3 separate regions of the Mus musculus genome follow, and regions 2 and 3 are each linked to region 1. A link is a contact called in public HiChIP or PLAC-seq and promoter capture Hi-C data. All regions are on one chromosome and are shown on one strand. The core of a region is the stretch at or near the end of the contact, and the rest is flanking DNA. Distances in the headings are between cores, read along the strand shown.

What was found. Promoter capture Hi-C pulls out the DNA fragments that hold promoters and counts their contacts. HiChIP or PLAC-seq counts read pairs in DNA pulled down with a chosen protein or histone mark.
Region 2: a contact with region 1 is called in a promoter capture Hi-C map of the HPC-7 cell line, with 2.3 times the contacts expected there. The contact joins the enhancer-like site here to the promoter of Ddx27 in region 1. A contact is called at or near these places in 4 of 39 promoter capture datasets (the HPC-7 cell line, hippocampal neurons, liver and 1 more), 12 of 484 Hi-C or Micro-C datasets (3T3-L1-derived adipocytes, astrocytes, cerebral cortex and 7 more), 2 of 115 datasets of contacts at active chromatin or transcription factors (both in embryonic stem cells) and 4 of 9 other capture datasets (adipose tissue, embryonic stem cells, liver and 1 more).
Region 3: a contact with region 1 is called in an H3K27ac HiChIP or PLAC-seq map of embryonic stem cells, with 6 read pairs. The contact joins the enhancer-like site here to the promoter of Ddx27 in region 1. A contact is called at or near these places in 4 of 39 promoter capture datasets (embryonic stem cells, pre-B cells and stem cell-derived epiblast-like cells), 1 of 15 datasets of contacts at CTCF or cohesin (large pre-B cells), 1 of 484 Hi-C or Micro-C datasets (embryonic stem cells), 2 of 115 datasets of contacts at active chromatin or transcription factors (embryonic stem cells and large pre-B cells) and 1 of 9 other capture datasets (pancreatic islet).

What each region holds. Positions count from the first base shown.
Region 1 is chr2:167,012,653-167,016,787 of GRCm38.p6, forward strand. It overlaps Ddx27 (DEAD box helicase 27), which reads left to right and starts at 2,661. Exons shown (of 21, transcript NM_153065.3): 1 at 2,661-2,774. The coding sequence starts at 2,682.
Region 2 is chr2:166,872,787-166,876,549 of GRCm38.p6, forward strand. Arfgef2 (ADP-ribosylation factor guanine nucleotide-exchange factor 2 (brefeldin A-inhibited)) reads left to right here. Exons shown (of 39, transcript NM_001085495.2): 29 at 790-920; 30 at 1,077-1,206; 31 at 3,707-3,763. Among named protein-coding and RNA genes, the nearest start is that of Cse1l, 31 kb to the right of the region's middle. Within about 2 kb of position 2,310, at least 72 of the 459 cell types and tissues checked have an H3K27ac peak or open chromatin away from gene starts, as enhancers often do. A contact at or near this core is called in the HPC-7 cell line, muscle stem cells, myocytes and 1 more, where this site is marked.
Region 3 is chr2:167,263,321-167,267,464 of GRCm38.p6, forward strand. No RefSeq gene overlaps it. Among named protein-coding and RNA genes, the nearest start is that of Ptgis, 25 kb to the left of the region's middle. Within about 2 kb of position 2,716, at least 7 of the 459 cell types and tissues checked have an H3K27ac peak or open chromatin away from gene starts, as enhancers often do. A contact at or near this core is called in embryonic stem cells, where this site is marked.

The DNA.
Region 1 (4,135 bases), core at 1,411-3,910:
TCGCTGATTGGCTAGACTGGGTGGCAGGTGAGCAGAGCTCTCCTCACAGCCAGGGGTTACAGCCATGGGGCTACTCTAGCTCATGCCTGGTCTCTCTTAACCCACACATAATGTGCGTACACAAGAAGACAATACCCCTAGGAGGTGTCGTTGGAACAGAGTGTTTGCCATGAAAAAGAGCCAGTCATGTATTGAGCAGAGGAAACAGCATTTTATTATTTTTTTAAAAAGATTTATTTATTTATTTATGTAAGCACACACTGTAGCTGTTTTCAGACACACAGGAAGAGGGCATCTGATCTCATTACAGGTGGTTATGAGCCACCATGTGGTTGCCATGGCCTGATTTGAACTCAGGACATTCAGATGAGCAGTCAGTGCTCGTAACTGCTGAGCCATCTCTCCAGCCCAGGAAACAGCATTTGAAACAGAGGGAACAGACCATGTATAGGTTTTGGGTAGAATGAGATTCATCTGTGTGAGTTCAGGGGCAAGCATGAGAGAAAGAATGTTGGCGTGAGTAGGTAAACCCTGTTGTTCTAAGAGTAGGGTGGTGTCTAAGCAGGGGCCATGGCATTACAATTTAGTGTTTTCTTTCCTTTATTTGGTTATTTGTATGCACATGTGGGACACATACATGTGTGTATGCTTGTTCAAATGAGTGTGGGTTTGTTTCTTTTGGTCACTGTTTTTTTGCCTGTGCTTTTTTTTTTTTTTTTTTTGGTTTTTGTTTTTTTCGAGACAGGTTTCTCTGTATCGCCCTGGCTGTGCTGGAACTCACTCTGTAGACCAGGCTTGCCTAGAACTCAGAAATCCACCTGCCTCTGCCTCCCAAGTGCTGGGATTAAAGGCGTGTGCAACCAATGCCCAGCTTTTTATTTTTTTAAGATTTATTTATTTTGTGTTACGAGTACACCATTGCTTTCTTCACACACACCAGAAGAGGGCGTCAGATCTCATTACTCATGGTTGTGAGCCACCATATGATTGCTCGGAATTGAACTTAGGACTTTTGAAAGAGCAGTTGGTGCTCTTAACCGCTGAGTCCTTGGTCACTGTTTTATTACTGTGAAGGGACACCATGACAAAGCGTTTAATTAGGCTGTTCTTACAATTTCAGCGCTTTTGTTCATTGTCTTCATGGTGGAGAGCTGTGTGCATGCAGACACAGTTGTAGCTTTAATTTTTTTTTCTCGACCGTATTTTTTGTTTTGTTTTGTTTTCTTTCTTTCTCTTTTTTTTCTCTGGTTTGGTTTTTTGAGACAGGGTTTCTCTGTATAGCCCTGGCTGTCCTGGAACTCACTTTGTAGACCAGGCTGGCTTGAACTCAGAAATCTGCCTGCCTCTGCCTCCCAAGTGCTGGGATTAAAGGCATGTGTCACCATGCCTGGCTTTTTTTTTTTTTTTTTTTTTCTGAGACAGGATTTCTCTATATAGCCCTGGCTGTCCCAGAACTCACTTTGTATACCAGACTGGTCTCAAACTCAGAAATCTGCCTGCCTCTGCCTCCCAAGTACCCGTACTTTTAATGTTTTTTTTTTTTTTTTTTTAAGATTTTATTTATTTATTTATTTATTATATATAAGTACACTGTCGCTGTCTTCAGACACTCCAGAAGAGGGAGTCAGATTTTGTTACGGATGGTTGTGAGCCACCATGTGGTTGCTGGGATTTGAACTCTGGACCTTCGGAAGAACAGTCGGGTGCTCTTACCCACTGAGCCATCTCACCAGCCCATACCCGTACTTTTAATAATGGTTCATAAATGCTTTAACCTCTCTTGTAGTCTACTACTCACCAGAGGCAGTGGAAAAGAAGGGATACAGACCAAAAGGTCCAGAGTTCAAATCCCATCAACCACATGGTGGCTCACAACCATCCGTAACAAGATCTGACTCCCTCTTCTGGTGGGTCTGAAGACAGCTACAGTGTACTTACATATAATAATAAATAAATCTTTAAAAAAAAAAAAAGAAAAGAAAATAGAACTTACAATTCGACCATCCTTAAAATATTATCTATTATTTAAACTTTTATGTGCCTGCATCATGCCTGCATACATGTCTGTGCACCAGATGTTCCCAGTGGCCGCAGAGGTCAGATACGGAGTTACAGACAGCTGTGAGCCACCTTGTGGGTGCTAGGAATCAAACCTGGGTCTTCTGCAGGAGCAACCAGTGCTCTTAGCCACTAAACCAGCCCTCCAGGAATCCAGCCCCCTGTTAATTATTATAATTGTGTATACAGAGGGGCGTGTTCACTTGAAAAGGGTGTGAAGATCAGAGGACAACTCTGGATTCCGAGCTCTTCTTTCCCCTTGTAGGTACCGGGATCGCACTCAGGAGTAGTGTGGCCTTTGCCATGCTGAGCCAGATGGCAGCCCTGACTACCATTTTGTTGTTAAGTTCCCAAATGTACACATACTTCTAATTTTTCCCTCACCTTTACACACTCTCAGACTTCTATTTCTTTCCCAAAACAAAGTAGTTTTCTAATCTAAACAACGCCCCACCCATTTGATTTTATTATTGGAAACCACGCAGGCCCGCGAAGTCTCAAAGTGCCGCCCCCGAGCGGAAGTGACGTGAAGCACATGCGCGCGACGCCGAGCGGGTCGCGGAAAAGGCGGGTCGTGTCGGCGCGCCGCACTCGCTACGTCCGGAAGTGGCTGCTTCTTCAGCATGCTGGCGGAGCTCGGCTTCATCCGGACCATCGGCGAGAATGACGAGGTGCCGGTTGAGCCCGAGTCGGACTCCGGAGACGAGGAGGAGGAGGTAGGAGCCGGCGGGAGAAGGGGCCGTGGGCGGGAGCGGCCGGGAACCAGCTGCGGGCCCCAGGCCCTCCTCAGCGTGCTCAGGTGTCCCCATGCAGGCCGTGTCACCAAGCTGTGCGGAGTCGAACTTCGCAGGCGAAGTCAGTCTTGCTTCCTGCCCAGTCGGGGACACATGCTCCCACCTATCCATCAAGCCTCCCAAGGGGGTTCTAGTGATGCTAGGCGGTGGGGATGTAGCCCTGAGAAAGTGGCTCCAGGGTGAGTGGCGAGAGAAAAAGACCCAAACCCAAACTCTCAGTGCCTCACACCGGCGTCAGCCAGCCTCACACGACACTAAGGATGGCCCAGGCCCTCTGCAGTCCGATTCCGAGAAAGCTGATGTCTAAGGCTCCAGTCTTTAAGGATGTTGCTGGGAGGTCGTTTGGAGCTCTGCTGGTCAGTTTAGGCGTCTGTCCAAGGCTTCTATCCCTCTGTCCATCCACACTCCGGTCTTTGCAAGTCCCACCCGCACACCTGCAAACCTGTGCCCCTCACATACTTCAGTTTCCAGCTTGGTGGTCTCCTTACCAAGTAGCTGAGTGGTCTCAGTGGTCTGAGTGGTTCCAGCCATGCAGCTAAGTTTTTGTGGCTTTCAGAGTCAGGCCAGGCTCTGTTGTCTTTTCTGCCATTTGACCCTCAGCAGCCTTCCTTGTCCTGGCAACACCGACATACCATTCCATTTCATGTCTTAGAAACTTGTGTTCTTTTTCTGCTCAGAGCCTTTCACATCTCTACCCAGCCCACTCCCCCAGGCTTTCTCTCTATAGCCCTGGCTGTCCTGGACCTACCTCGGTAGACTTCGAACTCAGATCTGCCTGCCTCTGCCTCCTGAGTGCTGGGATTAAAGGTGTGCCCAGCTTCTCTTCACACTTCTGCTCTCTGCCTGGAAGGCTTCCCTCAGTAGTTCTCCACCTGTGGCTCCAGACCCTGGGGACCCTAGGATCTCATTTCAGATATTTACATTATGATTTATAACAGTAATGAATTATGGTTATGAAGTCTCAACGGAAATAACTTTATGGTTTGGGGTCACCACCATCTGGGTTGGGAAGGTTGTGAACCATGTGTCTAGATGTCTCAGTCTGCTCTGGCTTTTTTTCTCTCCACAACAGGAGGGTTTCATTCTGGAACCCTCCTGCTGCCTCCGCTTCCCTCCGGGCTACCACTGTACAGGACAACAGTTTTCTGATGTCTGCCATTGGCATGAGGCATTTTAAATCGATCCAGGTTTGGGAGCAAGTACCTTGGTGTCCAGGATGGAGGATGACTTTGTCTCTCCTGGCATGTACTGGGTGGTGGCCGGGAGAGACTTAGCTCATGTAT
Region 2 (3,763 bases), core at 1,060-3,559, 140 kb before region 1:
TCTCACCAGCCCTGGGTTTTTCTTATATGTCTCATCTTTCCGGGTAAGACCTGGGAACAATTAAGGGTTGGTTCCAAAGCATTGAAATGATGGGAACACAGACATCCTAGTTGATGTGGAGGTTTGCACCAGGCTGTGGAAATCCTCCCAGCCGGGCTACATAATGGACAACCACTTAGGTGTCAGTGCCTGTGAGCCAGGCAGCTTGTCAGTAAAATGGGCACATAGCAAGCTCTTTGTAACTAGTAGTAGCTGCTATTGAGTACTATGTCGCAGTGATTTCTGGAAACACAAGGAATTCTGGGTACTTAGCAGCCGTTGATCATTAGCATCTTTCCTTTTTCTTTTTAAGATTTACTTACTAATTTATTTTATGTATATGAGTACACTGTAGCTGTCTTCAGACACCCCAGAAGAGGGCATCGGATCCCATTACAGATGGTTGTGAGCCACCATGTGGTTGCTGGGAATTGAACTCAGGGCCTCTGGAAGAGCAGTCAGTGCTCTTAACAGCTGAGCCATCTCTCCAGCCCCTTAGCATGTTTCTTAATGTAACATTCACTCTCTGCCCCAGTGCTCTTGTGAGCTGCCTCCCTCTGGTCTGTAGGCTCATGGGAATGACACCTTCAGTGGGCAGGGGAATGTCTCCCTCGGTCTCTGGGATTTCCCCTTCTAGACTTCGGAAGAGAGTTTGGGAAAAGATTGTCTAGAGCCTCAGTCTTTGTGTGGCTGCTTTTCTGACCCCTCCTGCTTGCTTACACTACATCTGAGACATGATTTTCATTTCAGGTGCTGCAAGAGTACACAAGTGATGATATGAATGTGGCTCCTGGTGACAGGGTCTGGGTCAGAGGCTGGTTTCCCATCCTGTTTGAACTCTCCTGCATCATTAACAGATGCAAGTTAGATGTACGCACAAGGTAACTGGATCCCCAAGGCAGCTGGACATCAATGTTAAAATGAGTCGCTTCTTACCCCACCCCAGGTTCACACCTCCCCTCCCTGACCCTTGCCTCCATCTCAGTTTGGCCATTTCTTCCTCACCTTCTCCCTGCTCTCCTTTATTTTTCCCCCAGGGGACTCACGGTCATGTTTGAGATTATGAAGAGCTATGGCCACACCTTTGCAAAGCACTGGTGGCAGGACCTGTTCAGAATCGTGTTTCGAATTTTTGACAACATGAAACTCCCTGAGCAACAGTCAGAGGTGGGTGATGTCTACAGTGTGGCCTGTGAGTAGATGTAATGGGCCCATGGCCGGCCTCCTCCTTGGGGTTGTCTTGCCAGATAACAGGGGTTTAACAACTTAACAACTATTTAAGATGCTTCTACAAGTGGACAGAAGCACTGACCATCTTAGACCAGTGTCAGCTAGTTCTGGGAGATCCCTTTCTGGGAAAAGGGAGAGGAAGTTCCTCATGGTTTGCCCTCCTGGACCTGGACACTGCCTGCCAGCTCTGCAGGCTCATGGCTGCTCTTCTTGTGTGTGCCACGCTCTGACCTGGTCTTGCAGGATCGAGAGCAATGGCAGAGATGCACAGACAAGACAAGCACAGCTGTCTTCTTTTCTTTTTCTTTTTTGTCTTTTTATGACAGAGTTTATTTGTGTAGCCCTGGCTGACCTAGAACTTAGTTTGTAAACCAGGCTGGCCTCACAGTCATAGCTATCCACCTGCCTCTGCCTCCTGAGTGCTGAAATTACGAGTGTGTGCCATCACTACCTGACTGGCCCTTTATTAATGTATTATTTCAGGAACATCATTTCCCCCTCATACCAGCATAAAAATAACATGCACTAGATGAAATATTCCGGATACACAGAGTTCACACCTCTATCACATAGAAACTGAGGCTACCACTATGTTGTCTTTTCCTACTTAAACAGTTTATACAGTTGAAGTCCTAGTGTAGACATTTGTCCTGTTCTTTAATGTTAGAGTAATTTTTTCCTCATCATAAATAGATAGATAAATATTCATTTCAGAAAAATGCTTGTCTAGCATGCAGGAAGCATGTGGTCCGCACGTGTGCTCCAGCTCTAGGGTTTGTTTCTGCAATGCCCAGCCCCCGCATAGCTTTCTACACAGATTCTAGGGGTCTGGGGATTGGACTCAGTCCTCATGCTCGCTGGGCGACGCTCTGAAGTGAGCGTTCCTAAATTCCCTTGTAATTGAGGACAGGAATCCGGGAGGCCTAACTTCTGCATTCATGTCCACACACCATGGCTTGCATGTCTGCAGGGCACTGTGGGCCTTCCCCTTTCCCCACACTATCCAGCCTTTGCTTTCATTTACCTCGGTGCTCTGCACGGGCAGAGGCTCTGCTGGCTGGCTGGCTGGCTGCCACCACTGATCACCACATCTTCCTATTGGGACCTGGCTTTTTGGACCTGGCTTTTTGTCCTGTGTCATCAGCTTTTCCCAGTTGCTTCCTCTTCTGTTTGTTGAGGGGCTGGGTTTGGTTGGTTTTTCACTTGTGTGTTTTGTTTTTGAGGCAGTGTCATCCTCCAGCCTGGGTGGACCCGAAGGTCACTTTGTAGTCTTACTTTTTCATTGGTATCTTTATTTTCTTTTTATTTAGTTTTTTCTGGCTGTTCTGGACTCCATATATAGATCAGGCTAGCCTCAAACTCTCAAAAATCCGCCTGCTTCTGCCTCCCAGATGCTGGTATTAAAGATGTGCACCACCAACGTCCAGCTTAAAACTTTCCTCACACAGTATATTTTGGTTGTGTTTTCCCCTCCTCCAACTGTTCCCACATTCTTCCCGCATACCCAACTTTGTTCTTTCTCATTGTCTTAAAAAACACACACACACACACACACACACACACACACACACACACACACACACACACACAGTGTAACTCCTCACTCTGTATCGCTCCATTGCGGAAAGTGGATTTCCCTTTCCTGGCAACTGTCAGCTGCAGATGGCTTCTTGGTCAGGGGTGGGGCTCTGTAGGCCAGCACCTGTGCTGGTCTTTATTTACGCTATGTTACCAGGTCTTCAGTTTCATTTCCTTCTGGCTTTTATTTTGAGAACCCTATTCGTGACACTTTTCTTTTCTGTCATTGTGTAATCATTTTTATATTTCTCTGGTACTTTTATGCCGTCATTTTTTGAAAGAGTGTGGGGGGGGGCAGGATAAGGTGCTGGGTGACCGCCTCTTTCATAGTCCACTATTACTTTGAGTCAAGCTCTCCTGGTGAATGTGAGGCTCTCATTGTCTCCTCTTGGCAAACCCCAGCGGCGCCATATTCCCTCAGCCCTTCCCACACATGGGGCAATGGGTGCCTGGGACGGTAAGCTTGTTCCAAGGCTGTGAAATCTGAACTCCAGCTCTCGTGATTGCCTAGCAAGTGCCCTCGACTGCTGAGCCATCTCTTTAGCCCGTATGCAGTTGTCTTTATTTTCCCATATTATTTTAAGGGACAGTTTAATATTTGTGAGTCCACAGTGAAGCCTATCACACCATGCAGTTTTCAGAGTCTGAATGTTACAGGGGTGGACATTTTCTTCTGCAAACATTTCCTCACCCGCCTGACTGTTTCTGTAGGATCTGACGGTGGAGAGAGTAGTTCTGAGCAAGCAGAAGCAGTCAGGTTTGAGATGTCGATACTTATGTGAGTGACAGCCAGGCTTGCAAGAGCAGCCATCTTACCCTAGAGATGTTGGTTTTGAAGATTCATTTTTTTTCCTTTCAGAAATCAGAGTGGATGACGACCACGTGCAATCATGCACTGTACGCTATTTGTGACGTA
Region 3 (4,144 bases), core at 1,466-3,965, 250 kb after region 1:
CACACACTGGGGAACTTACTGCTGTGGGACCTGCACACAGTAGGAACTCAGAGCCTCTAGAGTAAGTTCTATTCCTGTTTGGGCCTGTTTCTGTCTCCTCCAGGAAGAGATGCTGATGGGGACCTTCCCTCCTCTTTCTGGAAGGGGGAGGGCCTGGTGAGGGTGTGGTGCCGGTCAGTGCTCAGAGCATCACTACAGAAGTGAATCATAACACTTCCCAGCTGGAGGCTGGGTAGAGATAAGGTATGTGAGGAGGATTGGTGAAGCCTGCGTGGCTAAGGCGCTTACTGGGCTGGAACTTCTCAGCAGCATGATTAGACCTCAGTGCCTGCCAGGGATGCAGCCGGGGACCTAAGCCAAGGCTGACCTAAAGCCAAAGTGCTGACCAGCTTTCAAGGGGGATGCCCCAGGCACCTGACTCAGACTGACACAGACTGGCTACAGTGGCCCGCCCTGCTTCTGGAGCCTGTGTCTAGTCAAATCCTTAGGAACCTGCAGGAGAAATGTCCAGTCGTGGTGACACATGCTACCGTGGCATATTGAAGAGCCCACATACATGAAGGCCGAGCTATGTGTGTGGGGCCAACAGGATGGTCTGCGTTCCATGCTGGGACCCACATGATGGAGGGAGAGAGCTGATTTCCTCACAGTGTCCTCCAACGAGAACGTGCACCTCTGAACTCTACACACAGGCGCACAGGCACACAAACGGAAATAAGTAAGATGCAAAATAAATAAATAAATAAAAAGATTAAATTCCTGGTTTAAAAGCGGAATGAGAAAGCCAGGCACGGCGGAGGCTCACGCCTTCAATCCCAGCTCCTGGGAGGCAGCGCCAGGAAGATCACTGTGAGTCCGAGTCAGCCTGGCCTGCATAGTGAGCTCCAGCCCTGCCAGACCTCAGAAAAGGAAGAGAAACAGAGGCCCAGAGACGGCCAAACATGCTTGTACCATGAGCCTGCCATTTGACACTGTATTGGGGATGCTAGCTCCCAGCCTGGTGTCTGCAGGAACCTCCAGCAAAATAGAGGAGACCCAAGGGTCTTACATACAGGGAGCATAGCAAGTGCAAATGCCCACGGTCAACAGAAACCAGGCACTCTCCATACTAGAGAGAGGTGCTTCATACCCAGGGTCTGGCTCATTTGTGGGAAGAGGGGCTTTAGAGAGAGCAATGGAGGCCCCAGAGCCTGTTTCCAAGTATGATCCACACACCAGCAGCATCAGGCAATGCAGCAGGATTGTCAGAGCTGATTGGCACATGTGTCTGGGACCTGCCATTTGCACCGCTTCGCCCAAGGGATTCCCAAGGAATTCTGAAGCACTCAACATTTCTGTCAGCTGAGTCGCTGCTGATATCCCAGTTAAGAACAACTTGGTCTCAGACAAGCCTGGCTTCAAGTCTCAGTTCTGCTGCTTTCCAGCATGGCGCTCTCTCTCTCTCTCTCTCTCTCTCTCTCTCTCTCTCTCTCTCTCTCTCGGATATTGCTCAGGGTCTTCCCTCAGTGGAGACATCTGACAATATCCCCACACAGGTGCAGGTGAAGGCAGCCATTGCTCAGGGCTGGCTGTTTTAGTTAGGCCTACCCACCCCCACTGAGGTTATAGATGTGTGCTGCCACACCCAGCTTTTTCGAAGGTTCTGGGATCTGAACTTAGGTCCCCACGTTCACATGGTGAGCGCATTCACCCACTGACCCCTCCTCCTCAGGGTGTCTTAGGGTTTTACTGCTGTGAAGACACATACATCATTACCTCATACAGGGGAGCAGCTGGGAGCCTAGACACACACACACACACACACACACACACACAGAGCTCCTGTCCACTCAGCAATGGATGTTAACCTCAGCTATGACGAAGTCTCTTCGGTGGCAGACCTCTTGTATGTGTGGGAGGGCTGGGGATCAGGGTGTGGCACAGTGTCTGGTCATAAGAGGCAGCTGTCAATGCATATACAGGTGTGCTGGTGAGGGCAGACAGAGACCCACTGAGGGTGGCTTTGAGTGACAGATTACAGGAGGGGCCAAACTCAGCACAACACCATCAGACCTTCACCAATTACTCCACTGGTGCTGCCTAGAGAATGGGATGCAGAGGGAAGCAGGCAGGACTAAGATGGCGTCTTCTGGAGAAGCTAAATACTTACGGGGGACTCTCCTTCCTGCCTGTGTGGGCAGCGAGAGGCTTAGAGACAGAGAGACAGAACCCACAATCCAGGGGGAGGGGGAAAGGCCAAAGGTCAGAGGTCAGTAGAAAATGTCCCCAACTCGCAAAAACAGTGTGTCTCCTCCCTTGGTGTTCATGCCACCCAGAGCCACCCCACTGCCAGTGCGGTCAGGTCCTGGGGGAGGAGTGGAATCTAAAATATGTTTTGGTTTCCTTAAAGGTATTTGGGAACAAAATGATACGTTTCTGTCTCTCTGTTTTGATTTTCTTTTTTTTTTTTTTTTTTTTTTAAGAGGGGGTGGTGGTGGTGGAGAAAACACACAGTTGATTCAAAAAACCTGCCGGGAGACTGTTGTCCTAGACCCAAAATATTTCATTTATACAGATGATACAGGTAGTTGGTATAAGGGCCTACCTGAGGCTTGAAGGAAGTGGGTGTGACAGCAGAGTCATCAAGCTCCGAGTGACAGAGTGACAGCTGCTCTGAGGAGCACTGCCCTGAGTGGTGGACGCAGAGAAAGTACCCTCCAGCTGCCATTTCCTGCCTCCTCTGACCTCTGGTGACCCCTACAGATCTCAGTGGGCGGCCACAGGAAGGCAATGCATGCTTCCTTTAGGAAATAGAGTCTATCAAGAACAAAGAAGGGCCAGACAGTTGTGGCACTTTTTTTTTTTTTTTTTTTTTTTGGTTTTTCGAGACAGGGTTTCTCTGTATAGCCCTGGCTGTCCTGGAACTCACTTTGTAGACCAGGCTGGCCTCGAATTCAGAAATCCGCCTGCCTCTGCCTCCCAAGTGCTGGGACTAAAGGCGTGCGCCACCACGCCCGGCTCGGCAGCACACTTTTAACCACGCACTTGGGAGGGAGAGGCAGGCAGACCTCTAAGTTAGAGGCTAGCCTCCTCTACAGAGTGTTGTGGGTGGGCCTGTTGTTGTTTGTATTTTGATGTTAAGTTTGTTCTCCTGGGAGGTACTACAGACAAGGAGTGAGTCACTCAAGTGATTTCTTGTGAACCAACTCCCTAATGAATACAGAGCCATTCACTGGGTGAGTAAGAGGGACTTCCAGGTTGGACGGAGGAAGCAGGAGAGAGTTAGATCTTTTTGGACAGGGATAGCGTGAGGACAAGAGGACAAGATGTAGTTACAAGTGTCTCCCAGTTTCAATGGCAGATCTGTCAGGATTCACCACTGGAGGATTTAGATTTTTTTTTTTAAAGATTTATTTATTATTATACATAAGTACACTGTAGCTGTCTTTTAGACACACCAGAAGAGGGCGCCAGATCTCATTACAGATGGTTGTGAGCCTCCATGTGGTTGCTGGGATTTGAACTCAGTACCTTTGGAAGAGCAGTCAGTGCTCTTACCCACTGAGCCATCATGCGAGCCCGAGGATTTAGATTTAATAAGGCTTACAAGATTAGGATTTTAGTTGTTGCACCCAGCGATTAATTTACCGTTGTTTCTGAACTAAGTTTGTGTTGTGTTTTCCTTCACACAGTGGCTCATCTGGGTTTAAGAGAGAAAGTAGCAAAGCGAGGGTTTGCCTGAGATGCACCACAAAGGCTGTGGGGGATTTGAAGCACAGGGTTGGCGTGGCAGTAATCCACCAGTGGGAACCTAGTGAGCTGGGTGAAGAGATTTCGGAGTTCTGAGTCAGAGTCTCCACAAAATAAAAACAGGTCGGCCTTTGCCGCCAGTGCATAGCCAACCAGGCCGCCAGGGCAGAGAGTTACCGGCACAAGCTCCCGACCGTGTCAGTTGGATTTTTAAAATATTTCCCACAGGGCTGGTGAGATGGCTCAGTGGGTAAGAGCATCCGACTGCTCTTCCGAAGGTCCAGAGTTCAAATCCCAGCAACCACATGGTGGCTCACAACCATCCGTAATGAGATCTGGCTCCCTCTTCTGGAGTATCTGAAGACAGCTACAGTGTACTTTCATATAATCAATAAATAAATCTTAAAAAAAAATA